Linked DNA regions of Gossypium hirsutum: region 1 is linked to region 2. The links are chromatin contacts, called in public Hi-C maps. All regions are on one chromosome and are shown on one strand. Each heading gives the region's core, a stretch centred on a gene start, on an enhancer-like site or on the middle of the called end of the contact. The rest is flanking DNA. Distances are from core to core; before and after follow the strand shown.

What was found. Hi-C and Micro-C count contacts between places; a contact is called where the count stands out from the background.
Region 1: a Hi-C map of petal shows a contact between it and region 2, with 4 times the contacts expected there. The contact joins the promoter of LOC107951943 here to the promoter of LOC107901981 in region 2. A contact is called at or near these places in 5 of 34 Hi-C or Micro-C datasets (callus, leaf and petal).

Annotation. Positions count from the first base shown.
Region 1 is chrA01:64,834,884-64,841,889 of Gossypium_hirsutum_v2.1, reverse strand. LOC107951943 (protein NAP1) reads right to left here and starts at 2,025. Exons shown (of 25, transcript XM_041100133.1): 1 at 1,753-2,025; 2 at 1,473-1,570; 3 at 952-1,393; 4 at 787-861; 5 at 393-473; 6 at 25-105. The coding sequence starts at 1,368. It overlaps LOC107952636 (a long non-coding RNA gene), which reads right to left and starts at 6,338. Exons shown (of 3, transcript XR_005917563.1): 1 at 6,287-6,338; 2 at 6,126-6,194; 3 at 5,808-5,935.
Region 2 is chrA01:64,130,072-64,137,023 of Gossypium_hirsutum_v2.1, reverse strand. LOC107901981 (AP-1 complex subunit gamma-2) reads right to left here and starts at 5,473. Exons shown (of 18, transcript XM_016828175.2): 1 at 5,014-5,473; 2 at 3,360-3,662; 3 at 3,045-3,186; 4 at 2,163-2,336; 5 at 1,483-1,662; 6 at 739-893; 7 at 549-639. The coding sequence starts at 5,045.

The DNA.
Region 1 (7,006 bases), core at 776-3,275, 710 kb before region 2:
GAAATATAATCAAGGCAGAATTACCTTCTCAGAAAAAAGGTTGACACGAACGAAAGAACAGAAGAGATCCATAAACGCATGTAGTATAAGGGAATTTTGATGAGGCTGCAAAAAGACTGTAACAAGTTAACATGTATACTGCAGAAAACTAGTCACCATGTTATTCAACATCACCTAGACAACAAAAATTTCAATATTCTTTCAAGCAGATCAAGAAGGATATAACAAAAAATCTATCAAAAGGACCTATTTGGTTTAGGTACATTTTGTGCATCACATCACTTTCTTTTGTACCTCCCAAATAGTCAAACACCAAAATGCAGGTGGATCAAGTTGGTGTTTCTAAAAAGCAACATAAAACTTGCATCATAGAAGAGAGAGTTCACACTTACCAATAAGGTGATAACGGTACTGCTAAGGTCCAATATGAGTCTCAAAGCTTGTTCTCGAAATGCCATCAAATCAAGAAGTAGCTAATCCATGGAAAACAATCAATCACTATTACAAAGATAAAGAAAAAGGACAATTTTTATAAACTAAATATACATAAGAAAGAAACCTAAAAGTATATTTGAAAACCAAGAAATAGAATGTTATCCAACCTATATAGCTGCTAAGATGCCTGCAAGGAATTATGTAACTTAAATCATGCTGTGATGCGTACAGCACACATCAAAGACACTAAATCCTAGAATTTAAAGCCTTAAACTAGGAAGCAAATGAAATTTTGATAGGCCTTAAATCCCCTTTTGATAATTTATACTTTTGCAGCGCAATTAACCTCACCTGAACCCATGGTTCCAAACTCTGCAAATGAACTTCTGCATTACCACTCAAAGAATCCAGAGCAGCCTTATCAACCTGCACCGATTTTTATCAAAGACAATAGAACAATCAGATACTCACGAGTCGAAGAAGGCCTACAGCAACATGAAAAAATGCAGATCTTACACGCTCGAGTTGCAGTTTGCTGAAGTGCTCAGGGAACTTTTTTGAGAGCAAGATACAAATCCTTGGATGGTTAGGAAAAACACTCGCTTTCCAAAATGCTTCCGAAAATGCATGGCCTATAGGGTCTGGGTAGTCCAGGATTTGGTTCAATCTATACATTTTGGCCATAAGGCCATCCGCAACTTCAACCAGTTGCGCTACCCACTGCATGTTCAAGCCCTTGTGCGATCCCACACCCAAACTGTGGACCTGACCATCAGAATTCATGTACCTAGAGCTTCTAGATGAGAAAGGAGAAGTCGTGTCAAGACCCAAATAGTCAGTCCACCTTGATGGACCCTCCCATTCCCTCGATCTCCCAGCCCTAGGAGATACGGATGAATCTTGAGAAGAATAATGTTGCCGCAATTTCGCCATGGATGAATCAATTCACTTAGAGTTTCTGCAAATGGAAGTTCGATTAGGACCATAATTATATATAGTTCCACAAACTGCATTGTAAAAAGTTTCTTTTCTCTTACTTTTTCCCCTTTTTTTTTCAGTTCAGACAATTCCAAGACGAAGAATCCAATGAATTAATTCAGCCAATAACTCGGAAAAGAAAAACGAACTAGCAGTACTTGCAAATATTCAAAATAACAACAAAATAATGTTAGCTTCGTGGAGCAGTCCAGCGTTAAAAAAAATTAAGAAAAATATCCAACAATCAAAAACCAAAAAAGAAAAGAAAAAATATTTCGATATTCCAAAATTAGACACTTAACAACATTAAAAAAGGTGAGGAAGTTGAAAGGATTTTACCGGTGCTCAGCTTCACCACATTTTGTGAAGAAGCAGACAGAGACAGAAAAACAAGAAACTAGTATTTGTCGTTGAGAATGCCAGAAAAAAAAAAGTTCGGTTGTCTTTCTTCGTCGTTTAGAGCATCAACTCCAGATCTGAAAGAAAATAAAGCGGAATCGTCAAGGCTAAACCAAGTGAGGGTTTATTTATAAATAAAATAAAAATATTATCTGGATAATTTCACAAATTTTCAATTTTTTTTCTTTCTGCTGTTTTTATTTAATTAATAATAATGTGATAATAGCGCGTACATGGGAATAGTTGAAGGACGAAATTTTCGGTTACTGGTGACGTGGCGGTCTTCTGTTTGCCCTTGCCCGGATACACATCTTCAGTACTAAACTAAATTGATGTAGTAAAATTCACTGCTTTTATCGTATTCATATTCTGTACTTGTCCATCAACATTTTATCCTAATTATCCATTCCGTACATGGAGAAAATATGTTTTAAGTGTATTTGTAACTTAGAATTTAGATGCAAATGATGGATTTGGGATTAAATTTTGGGAGCTTAGTAAAATATTTTAAAATTTTAAAATTTTAATGAAGATTTTTTAAAAAAATTAGAGTTTAAATCAAATTTTATGAGAATAATGAAAATTTTTAAATTTTTTAATAAAATTTATTAAAAAACTCAAAATAAAATTAAAAAATGTAACTAGAATTTTTAAAAATTTGAGGAGTTTAATTAATTTTTTTTAGTTGCAAGAGAAAAGAAAATTTCTAAAATTTTGGAGACATCTAATTAATTTTTAAAAAAAAAAGTCAAAAAAGAAATTAAACCTTTTTCAAAATTTTGGGAATGCCAAAGCCCCTAGAGATCCGTCTTTGCTTAGACTATTTATCTTTTATTTTTAAGGGTAAGTTTGGTTCACTGTAATGAAATAGGGTTGTAATTGAATAGAGCTGTAATTGAATAGAGTTGTAATCAGTAATTCAACTATTTGATTGAATGGAATGGAATAGAACTGTAATAGTATTCTTGTGTTTGGTTGAATGGAATGATATTGTAATAGTATAAGGAAAAAAACTAAAATGACTAGAATAACCTTAGCAGAATTTTTTTAAGTAAATGATTATTGTTATTAATTTATAATAGAATTATTATTAAATATAATTTAATAATAAATAATAAATAATTTAATCATATTTTAATATAATTATTATTAAATATAATTTAATAAAGATAATAATATAAATTTAATAACATTCTTAATATAATTATTATTAAAATATGAATGAATAAAAATCATAATATATAATATTAAAAAATAATATATAACTATTTTATTATTTTTAAATTACAATGCATATTTAATGTGTTAGAATATCATTAGCGAAACAAATAATTTAATTATGTTCTATAAATTAATCTTCCTATAAATTAATCTCAATTTTATTGTATCATCTAAAGTTTCATTTGGACTATAATAACTGGTGTCATTATTTTCCTATAAATTAATCCCAAATTTATGGTTTCAACTAAAGTTTCATTTGTTATTTACATAACTTTTTATATAATTTTTTTATCTGTGTTATTATCTAAAATTGATAAATTGTATTAAACATGAAATTTTTATTAAAAAGAAGCACAAAGCACTGAAAAGAAAAAGTGTTATCTTTTTACTTTTCTACTTGTCCACCATTGGTATTAGTATTGCTGAAACATTTGTATAAATAGTCTGAAATTTGGTACCAACATAACAAAATTATATAAATAGTCTTGAAATTTTTATTTTTCTACTTATCCATTGGTATTAGGATCACTGAAGCATCGAAAAGAAAAGGCACAAACATTTGATTTCTATATATTCAACACTCGGAATCTTGTCAAGTTGCAATATCTCCTCTATTTCCAAAGAGACCAATTGGGGACAATCCAAAATCATAATAAAATAATGTCAAAACTTAACCCATATTGCGATAAAGATTCCAACTCATTCTAACCAAAGATGTCAAAATTTATTGCGAATCTCAACAATGCCTTCTCTGCTGAATCTCAACAATGCATTCTCTGCTGAAATATCAAATTTATTGAGTTACTCGACCTTGCCTTTGCTAGTTTACCTGTTATTAGTAACTTAACACAAAGGCAAGGTTAGAACATCCAAGAAAAGAAAATATTATTTAAGGTAATTAAAACGAATACTATTGCTAGCAGCGGCAGGTTAACATCCTTCATTACATCACTTTAATCTGACAGAACAAAATACAGCTACATTTGGGGAATATGATCGTTAATTTGTTAAATAGCCAGCCCCAGCCAATATGTCTGAATATGCTATTCCCCCCTCCCCTCCCTACTTTTTTCTCAGATTAAAACTGGTTGCCATTGATTTAGATTAAAAAGAATATGGTTTATCATCATGGACTTAACTGAGACAAAGAAACACAAATTAGGGAAAATAAAACAATTAATGGGTGAAAGGCTTACTAGCTGATATGAACAAAGAAGCTAATTTATCAACTGCTTTTGGAGTTGAACCCAGTTGCTGTAATCTTGCACTAGTTACTGAAAAAGCAAAGGAACAAGTCTATCCAGTAGAGATTATATCATTCTGTATTAATAACAAATCTATTTTATAATATATGCATGGAAAAATTAGAGAGTGAAAATGAAAATCCCCCCTCCCGTACTAATAACAGTATTTGAGGTAGAGGATTAAGTTTGTGTCAGACACTATGTAATGCGATTTAATCAACCATACTAATTATCCTTCAATATATATTAAATGAATATACTAAAGTAATGAAATAATAGTATAGTTAGAGAGGCTCCTTAAATCTTGCAAGCCCCAAAAGATAAATGTGCAAATGGATAAGATAGGATACATAAACATAACCCTAGCATTTGCATGCTGCAATTAAACAAGATATACTTACATATTTCACGAACCCTCAACGGCTAAAGTTGGCAGTAAAATAAAAGGTCGCGTGTAAATCTGTTTACAAAAATCAACCTCATCCATAATGTTATCAAAGTAAAATAAAAAAACCATTTCTTAAACAGCTAGAAAGATGAGATAATTAAACACGTTAACATACTAGAACAAAAATACTATCACATTATCATGCTGACATTTTAAAAAATATGACTAGAATTAAGATTCTACAGAAGTAAAATATAAATCGAACCATATGAGCCAGAACTGTCTAGTCAAAGGGGCTCTCAAATTTAGGTAACGCACCAGGAGCCTGAAAAATTTGAAATTCAATAAACCTAAAAGGAATTGCAAAACTTAACAAATTCATATTATTTTGGAAGGCAAAAACATATACAGATGGATATTTTGGACAACCCAAAAGAACAATGTTTTGTCACGGGGCAAAATTGAAGTTAAATGTTCAAGTAACTATCATGATCTTTGAAGCCAATAAGATAACAACCTCAAGACATAGATTCAACTTCACATCAACCTCTAAAAATGGTTCAGACATATTTGTGTCCCAAGTAATATGATTTATCATAGTAGCATGGTTATCTTCTATTCTTGTTCGCTGTTTTATTTGTTTGTTATTATTATTGACTAGAGATGCATGTAACTATAAGTTCTTTCTAGCAACAGAAAATTGAGAATAGTTGATTCACCACACATGCCAAAAAGGAATGAAAAGTTAAATAGCAAAAATATAGAACCTCATATAGCTACACGCTCTTGGACTCACTAAAGGCGTCATAAAAAGGCTTGCCCTAAGAATCGACCATAGCCTGACAAGTCAGGAAAAGGAGTTAAAATGCATCATCAACAACAATAACCAAAAATAAGAGAAAAGGAAAGTTAGCAACCAACAATATATTTTGTTTCTCATGTTTTTGCTGTTTTCATGATTGCAATTTAGTGCTAACCTCTCCATTGCCATGGTGTCGCTGATATGCCTCTTATCACAATTTTAAAGCAATGCACTATCTATTCAACATTCTCTTATCATGATAAAAATGGAAGATTTATAACATCATTAAGAAATACATAAATTTAATCCAAAACAAACATAGAAAAAGGAAACTATACCTGAGAGTTTGCTCTAAATGATAGCCAGACTAAAGATGCTTCAGGGACAGCCAACTTGCTAGCATTAAAAACAATCAGCAGCTTTGATTTTCTACCATCAGAATATATAACATCCACGGCATGAAACTTCCTAGCTGCAATTCCGGAAATTAGAATCTTATTTACCAGTGCAATTTGCCAGGAAAAAAAAACTAACAATTAAAATGTTTACAGAAAGTAACATTAATTTTACTCAGAAATCAGTTGCAATTCAACTAATTTGAACAGATTTGCAAATGATATAGCTTATATGTATATAAAAAGAACAAATCAGTTAATACCTTACCACCATGTTGTTTTAGCTCAGACATATCATCAAAATATCCTCTATTCAATTCATCAGCACTGCCCTAAATCAAATTAAAACAATTATTTATATTAAATTTCATGGAAAAAAGAGCACGTAACAAAATTTCAATAAACAAACAAAGCTTAAACTTACAGTCTTGCTCGTTCTTTCTCGATTTTTTCCTTGCTTGCAAGCTGCACACACAGACAAAAAGTTAAAAAGAACTATAACTTAAAAAATCAAATATTTTAGAGTTAAAAAGGGGGAGATGGAGGAATTACTGTGTAATATCGAAGAAGCGAATGGATGATTTTGAAGCGAAATGTTGAGGAGGTGAAGGGGAAATCTTTGGGTCATGTCTTAGGAGGTATTGACAATTTAAATCGAAGCTCGTGCCCGATTTATCACTCGGTTTACCCTCAACATTTTCGGTTTTCGATTTAGATTTCAATTCCCCCTCTAAGAACCCTCTTACTGTAACACCCCGTACCCAAGACCGTTGCCGGAGTCTAACACGAGGTGTTAACGGACTTAATTCCTTACTTAAACAGCTCATACAATTCATTTTTAAAATTTCCAGATGAGCTGGCTAACTGCATCACAGTCACTCTAAAAATCATATCTCGAGTTCCAAAACTCGAAATCCAATTCCGTAAATTTTTCCTGAAACTAGACTCATACATATATTTACTAATTTTTTTATAGAATTTTTGGTCTGGCCAATTACTACAGTTTATTAGTTAAAGTCTCCCCTGTTTCAGGGTTCGACTACTCTGACCTTCATGCATTACGACTTAGATATCTCCCTGTACAGGGATTCAATACTTATGCCATTTGTTTCTAATGAAACTAGACTCAAAAAGGAATCTGTAC
Region 2 (6,952 bases), core at 4,224-6,723:
AAAAACTTCTTCAACAGCTGAAAACTCACTTTTTTGACAATAGTGGCACTTGAGAATAAAATCAGAGTTCAATTCAAAGCAACCAAGAAAATGCTGGCAACTCTTTTTTTTTATTTGTTTACCACTGCTCAAATTTAGGATCTCTACCCAATTCCTATTCCAACCTACCCCTGACCCAAGCCCAAGGCAGATACTGGAAATTACTATATCTCCAAAATTGAATCCCTAATATATCCAAATACCAATCAAAAGTGACCAACCAAACAATAATAACGGTCACAATTCCTTTTGACAACAAAGAATTTATCCTCAATGGAAAAAAAAAGATCAAGTGATATCTAAAGAGTTAATTAATCCTCACAGCTTTTTTAGCTAAGTCTTATTCCATCACATACGGGATTCACCTAAAAGTAAAAAATAAATGACAACCAAAGAAACTGGGTAGACAAAAGGAAAGCAAAAGCGAACTGCTTGACTGCTTCTTTAGCAACAACTAAATCAGACCTATTATAATCAAGAAAATGAAATCTAATATCCTCAGGCCGAACCTTTACACATTCCAAAATTGTTGCCCTATGTCTCTGCACTGCTTGAGCATCCACTGTAATAGCCTTCATAAGCATATTTAATGCAACATATCTGAAAAACATGCAAGGCTCAGTGTCATAATATAGTAAAGCAACAAAGAAAGTGTAGAAAGTGGCATGAAAAATCAAGATAAGATTTGAAAGAAAATACCTGATATTGTTGTCACGATTTGACAAGAATCTTCCCAATATATTGATGGCAAGCACACGTAAGCCACCATTATCTTCAATGCTCATAATGGTTCCAACACATTCATAAAGAATAGCATTTCCGGCGTTTTTATTTGACTCGATTTTTGTTGCTACCTAGAGAAAAATGTGACCACAGAACCTTAACTTCATTAGGAAATGAAATCTTGTTGAAGACCCATGAAAGGAGTTTTCTAAATGTTTAGCTTCAAGTCATTTTCCAGAATTGAGATTTTAAAAGCAATATCCACTGTACTACAAATAGTACAATCTTTTCAATTAACACGCTCCAAGCAATCTCATCAAGGTACTTCTCATGTGAAGGAGCAAAATTTGAGGAATGCCCAGTTTATTTTCTACCAAGGACAAAACTTGTATTTTTTTCATCATGCAGTACTATCTTAAACCATGTTTTTTAAGAGAAATATCATTCCTCAATAGAGCAATCTTTTTTTCCTATTTTCTTTACAAACATCTAATAAGAAAATTCAGTGTTCCACAGACAATGAGCATGCACATGAAATTTACCGCAAAAGAAAAAAATACCGAAAATGAAGAACTTAATGTTGTCAAAATGAAAATCAAAACAAAAACCTCAATGCAGTTAATCATTGGTGAGAGAAACAATATAGGGATATGCATTATGCTTAAATACTTCTTTCATGAATTTGACAATATTACAAAAATAGAGATAGCCACAACATACCTGAGCAAGTATGTCATTCATACAGTCACTAGCATCAGCATCTCCTTGGCCCAATATCCGCAGAAGCTTAAGCAATCTTATATGAAGGAAAGGATCTGTAATGCCAGCAATGTCATACTCAGGAGCATAGGGACTGTTTGCCATATCCTTCAGAGTTTTGACCAAACCTTCAGTACATTTCTGCAGTGATGATAAAAGAAGCTATTATCACAATTAGAAAGTTGATGCATTATCCATTTTTGACAAGTTTCTTCCCACTGAAGTCCACATATATGATTCAGTTCAATCTTTAAATGATACAAAAAAAGGACCCTGTTTTTGCATGACCCTAAAGGCCAAAACAAGTTCGTAAGTCCTATAAACCAAATTGTAAAATTAACCTGAAGCATCTTAGTATCAAAAACCAAAGGATAGCCAACAGTTTAGGACATAACACTAGTAAACCTGATCCCTTTCTTCAATGCTTTCGATGGTAAGTACTCTCCAGCCAAAACCAGAACAAAGGATTGCTGGTAGAGTAGAGACGGTCCAAACAAGCAAAAGAAAGAAGTAATATTTACAAAAATTTCTTAATTATGGCTTTTTCTTTCGCAGGGTTAGAAAATGTTTTTATATGCTCAATGAAGTGTTTGTCTTTCTGATGCTATAGCTATATTCTTATAAATCCATAACCAAATTACCTCTCTAAAATATTCAAGGGCTTCCGAACTGACTTTACATAGATCGGTACAAAGTTGAATTCCTGTTATTAGGACTCCATGATGCTTTTCTCTAAGGAGTGAAGCAGCAGGATTTATAAAGTTTTCAGCAAGGTCTGGAACTTTTTTTATGATCCGTATGGAGCACAATGCTGCCTACAAAAAACAGATAGAGTCAAGAGGAGTCAAAGATTGAAGTCAGATCGCTCAAGAAAAGACAACCTAAAAATTATCAGATAATGCACATGATGAGAATTCATGAACAAATGCAAGTTGGCATGGCCAGAAAGAAAAGAAGAAAAGAAAGTCAGTATGATCAAATTAATCCTCCAACAGGATAACAAGTAGTTGTTTATGAACCAATTTAGTACATCAAAATGCCTTCAGAGAATGGCTGGAAACAGTCAACAGATGCCATTCCCTTGAATGAGTATGTGCAGCAAATTCTCCTGCTTAAGATAAATGGGCAGAGAAAGATCCGGATTTCATGGAAGTAGCAGGCATATGAAGGTTGCATAATTAAAACATACATTTTGAGGTCTTAGTCGTGTGGCATGTGGACCATGGATTCACATGGATGTTTTTAACCTTTGCATTGACAAGATTACAAAGGTATTATTGGAAACAAATAAATAACAAAACCATGATACTTGAAGAGCTCAACAAAAAAATCAAAACTTTCCAACTCCCGTAGAAGAAAGGACGAGGAAGAAAGTACCTTTAAGAGGGATAATTAGCAATTTTTAAGCTTGTTAAATTCACAAATCCTGAAATCAGCCTCCCTTTTCCTCCTTTATTTTAAATCTCATTGAAACAAAAATCAGTGGCCAACAGGCCCTTGAATAAAGAATAGAACACACTTACTTTCTTCCGGATATTTGGATCTCGAAACTGCAGCAATCTTTCTACTTCTGGTGCAAGGTCACGGGCCATTTCAGCCGAACAAATATTTCCCAAAGCACAGAGAGCAAGTCCTATAATATACTGGTTTGAATGATTGAGATCTCTGCATATAAGTTAAGGTTTCTGAAAAACTAAACCATATCTCTCCATTTTCTTATTTTTACCCTTGGTAACACCAGCCTATCAGGGACAATGTTATTCATAGAGAAAAGAAATGGTAAAAGGGAAAAGGAAATGGGAACAAATAAAGCTTGAGAAAGTCTACATGTAGGATACTGCTTTAATGAATTTGTTACCAACATCAGAACCTCTTGTCTTTCATCAAGAAGCAACATAAGACCAAGATATCCAATCCTCTTCTCTGGAAATCCAGAAGACGCAATCAACTTCAGGCACTCCATTTGGCCAAAATGAGTTGGATATCCAAGCATGTGAATGAACATGAGCTTCGCCAGGTTACGGTGCCTATAGTCTTGATCATTTTCACTAATAGCAGCACGAATAGCAGCACACTCTTTCCTTACAACAGCACGTTCTTCTGCTGCAGTTTTGCAAGAACGTATAGCCCGTATCATGTCCCTGCATTGGAGCAGTAAGTACAACAGTTTCAACTGATATGCATATAAACTAAAGTCAAGTCAATCGTTCAGATCCATTGATATAACTTGGAGAAGAAAATATACAAAATATGTGGTCAATAATTTGATTATTTCAAACAGGGCAAAAGGTGTTTTGGGGGGGGGGAGCTTAGTCCCTGAATTGTTTAGGGAGAACAAAAGTGTTCTTAAAAACCAGCAAGAAATCCATGATCCTCTTTTCTTTTCCCCAAAAAAATTACATATAACTAAGAGATCCCATTTTGCAATTTATACCAAAATGTTCTTGTCAACAATTTCTGGAACGCACTACTGAACTACGCATGGGAAGAATATCAGGATATAAATCATTTGATGAATAAAGACAAGGAGGTTGAGATCTTTATATCCATAAAATATGGATGAAATTCAGTAAACTAATGCAAAGAACCGACTTAGAATTCCCTAACAGGGAACGGAGGTTATCATTTGCAAATTTGTTTAATCATACTAAATTTATATAGAGAAAGATACAACTATTCAGTTACATTGCAACAGATACAATCACCTAGCAGCCTACACAAGGAAAAGTAAAAAGAGAATTCAACTTTGCGATAGTTTCCTAAAAGTGTGATAAGTGCTACAAATCAGTTTGAACATATAACCACCAGAATTACAAGTACAACTGTACAACCAGGATATTCTTATTGTACCTTTGGTAACCATATTGGAGGATACTTACGTACATGACTACATTGACTATATTTTATATCTAAATTGCCACTAATTACTGATGTTTAAAGGTTCAAGATCATATAAATATCCCAAAATGCTGTATAACTTACATATCTATGGTGCAAGAAGTTGAGGAAGTATGGATAGTAAACTGGTGGATGTTTTCGTTTCCTCTCTAGAAATTTGTACCTTAAGCACCAATGGTATTTGGCGCATCATTCGATATTACCAATATTCATGAAAACAATAGATCAAGCTATTGTCAAACCCATTACTATATGAATATGCTATAACTTCAAATATTTCTACATTTTCACCCATAACTGCAACTAATTCAAAGCCAAGCTAGCTTGAAAAATGGAATTATGAAACCGAAATTCCTAACAAACTCCATTCGGCTCTAAGTTCAGACGCAATCATCTTTTAAGTAGCACTAACTACAACCGAACACCATAAATTTCAATCAAGGAATCAAAACAAATTGCACAGAAGCCCAGCTCTTTTAATCGAAAAACCAATACATTCAAATAAAAACCATCGTGTTCTTGATCTGACCTTCAAATTAAAAGGAAAAGGGAGGACAAAAAGAATAAATTGCAACGGAAGGAATTGATGCTCACCGTAGACGAGTACCGGACGAGAAAGGATTCATGATTGGGTCCAGGGTTGAAAGTTTCGTAGAGAGCTCGAATCAGATCCAATCAATTAAACGCTTCAAATAAATCAATCAACGAACTACGGCTGCACGGAATTAAACCGAATTTCTTTTCAAATCTAAGATCTGCAGTTGAAGATCCAAAAGTTGGAATTCGGAGATCTAAGAAGAGTAAAGCAGGCAGAGATTTGGATCTGAACGACAAAGAAAACGAACTCTCTGTTCTCCTTTTATTTTCTTCTTTTTTTCCCAGTGACAATGAAAATGCTGCCTGCTTCTTTTGTCTGTGTAAAACAATTTTTAAAAAAAAAAAGAATAATGATAACTAAATTATCAAAAAAAATGTCGTGATTTTTATTTTTATTTGAACTCGGCCTTTTAAGATCCAAAACCTCAGCCCAATTATATCAAAACCATATTCGTAGATTTAATTGTCATATTTTTATAAAGGCTTAAATATGCTAATGCCCCCTGTACCCTATTAAAATTTAAAATTTTGTCTCTACATTTTAATTTTGAGACATTGAGACCTTGTATTTTTTATCTAAAAGTCTTGGTCTTCTCCCTAACTTCACCATTAAAGTTAATGGTGCTAAAGGTAAAATAACTCTTTTAGCCCTTAACATTTAGAATTTTTTTATCAATTTGATCATTATCCTTTAAAAGTACATTAAAATTTTAAAAATTAATTTATTTTCATATTTTAGATAAAAAAAATATAAAAATTAAAAAATATAGTTTCTAAAAAAATTAAAAAATATGAAAAAAATTAAAATATTTAAAATTCAAAATATAAAAATGACTTTAAAAATATAAACAAACATTCCAAAATTTAATGTTATCTAAACCAAATTAGACCGGCCAATTGGATCGGGAACCGGTTGGGATATCGATCCAAATAAGTTAAAAAATCGGTTGACCCACGAACCAATACGGACTAGTTGAGCCAATAGTTGAACCAATTTTGAACGAGTTTGACCAATTAGTTCCCAAAACAACTGGCCTGAATGATTCAAAGAAAATAAATTATTAAAACATCAAAAATAAAAATATTAAAAATATATAAAAATTTGTTCAACTTTCAGTTCAACTGATTCTTTAGCTCAATTCAACCAATTCATATTGGTTCACAGATCAACCAATTTTTTTACCATGGACCGATACCTCAACTGGTTCTTAATCCAATCGATCCAGTTTAGTTTAGATAACATTGAATTTTGAGATTTTTTTAAATTTTACAAATATTTTTAGTTTTGAATTTTAAAGAGTTCTTTTTCATATTTTCTTTTTATACTATATTTAATTTTTTTTGTTAAAATAAGAAATACATATTTAAATTTTTTTAAAAAAAATTTACATATTTTTAAAGGGTATGAAACAAATTGACAAAAAACTGTAAATGTTGAAGCTAAAAAAGTTTTAAAATGTTAAAAATACTGGTTGACCCGTAAATTAGTATGGACTGGGTGAACGAGGCTAAAAAAATTAGTTGAACTATCAATTGAACCAATTTTTATAATTTTTGATTTTTTTTATTTTATTTTTAATAATTTATTTGCTTTGAATCGATCAAATCGATTTTTTAACACAGTTGAACCAATTCGTAGCAATTCACAGCTGAACCAAATTTTTATTTCTCAATGGACCAATACCCCAACTGTTCCCACTCCAATTTAGATAACATTGAATTTTTAAATTTTTGTTTATATTTTTAAAATGATTTTTATTTTTTGAATTTTTAAGAATTTTTATTTTTTCTTAATTTTTAATTTTTTTAAAAATTATATTTTTTTATTTTTTAAAAGATTATATTTATTTTTTATTTTTTTTAAAATATAATTTTTTAATTGTTATGTTTTTGTAAAATATGAAAAATAAAATATTTTTTAAAAAAAATTATGTAC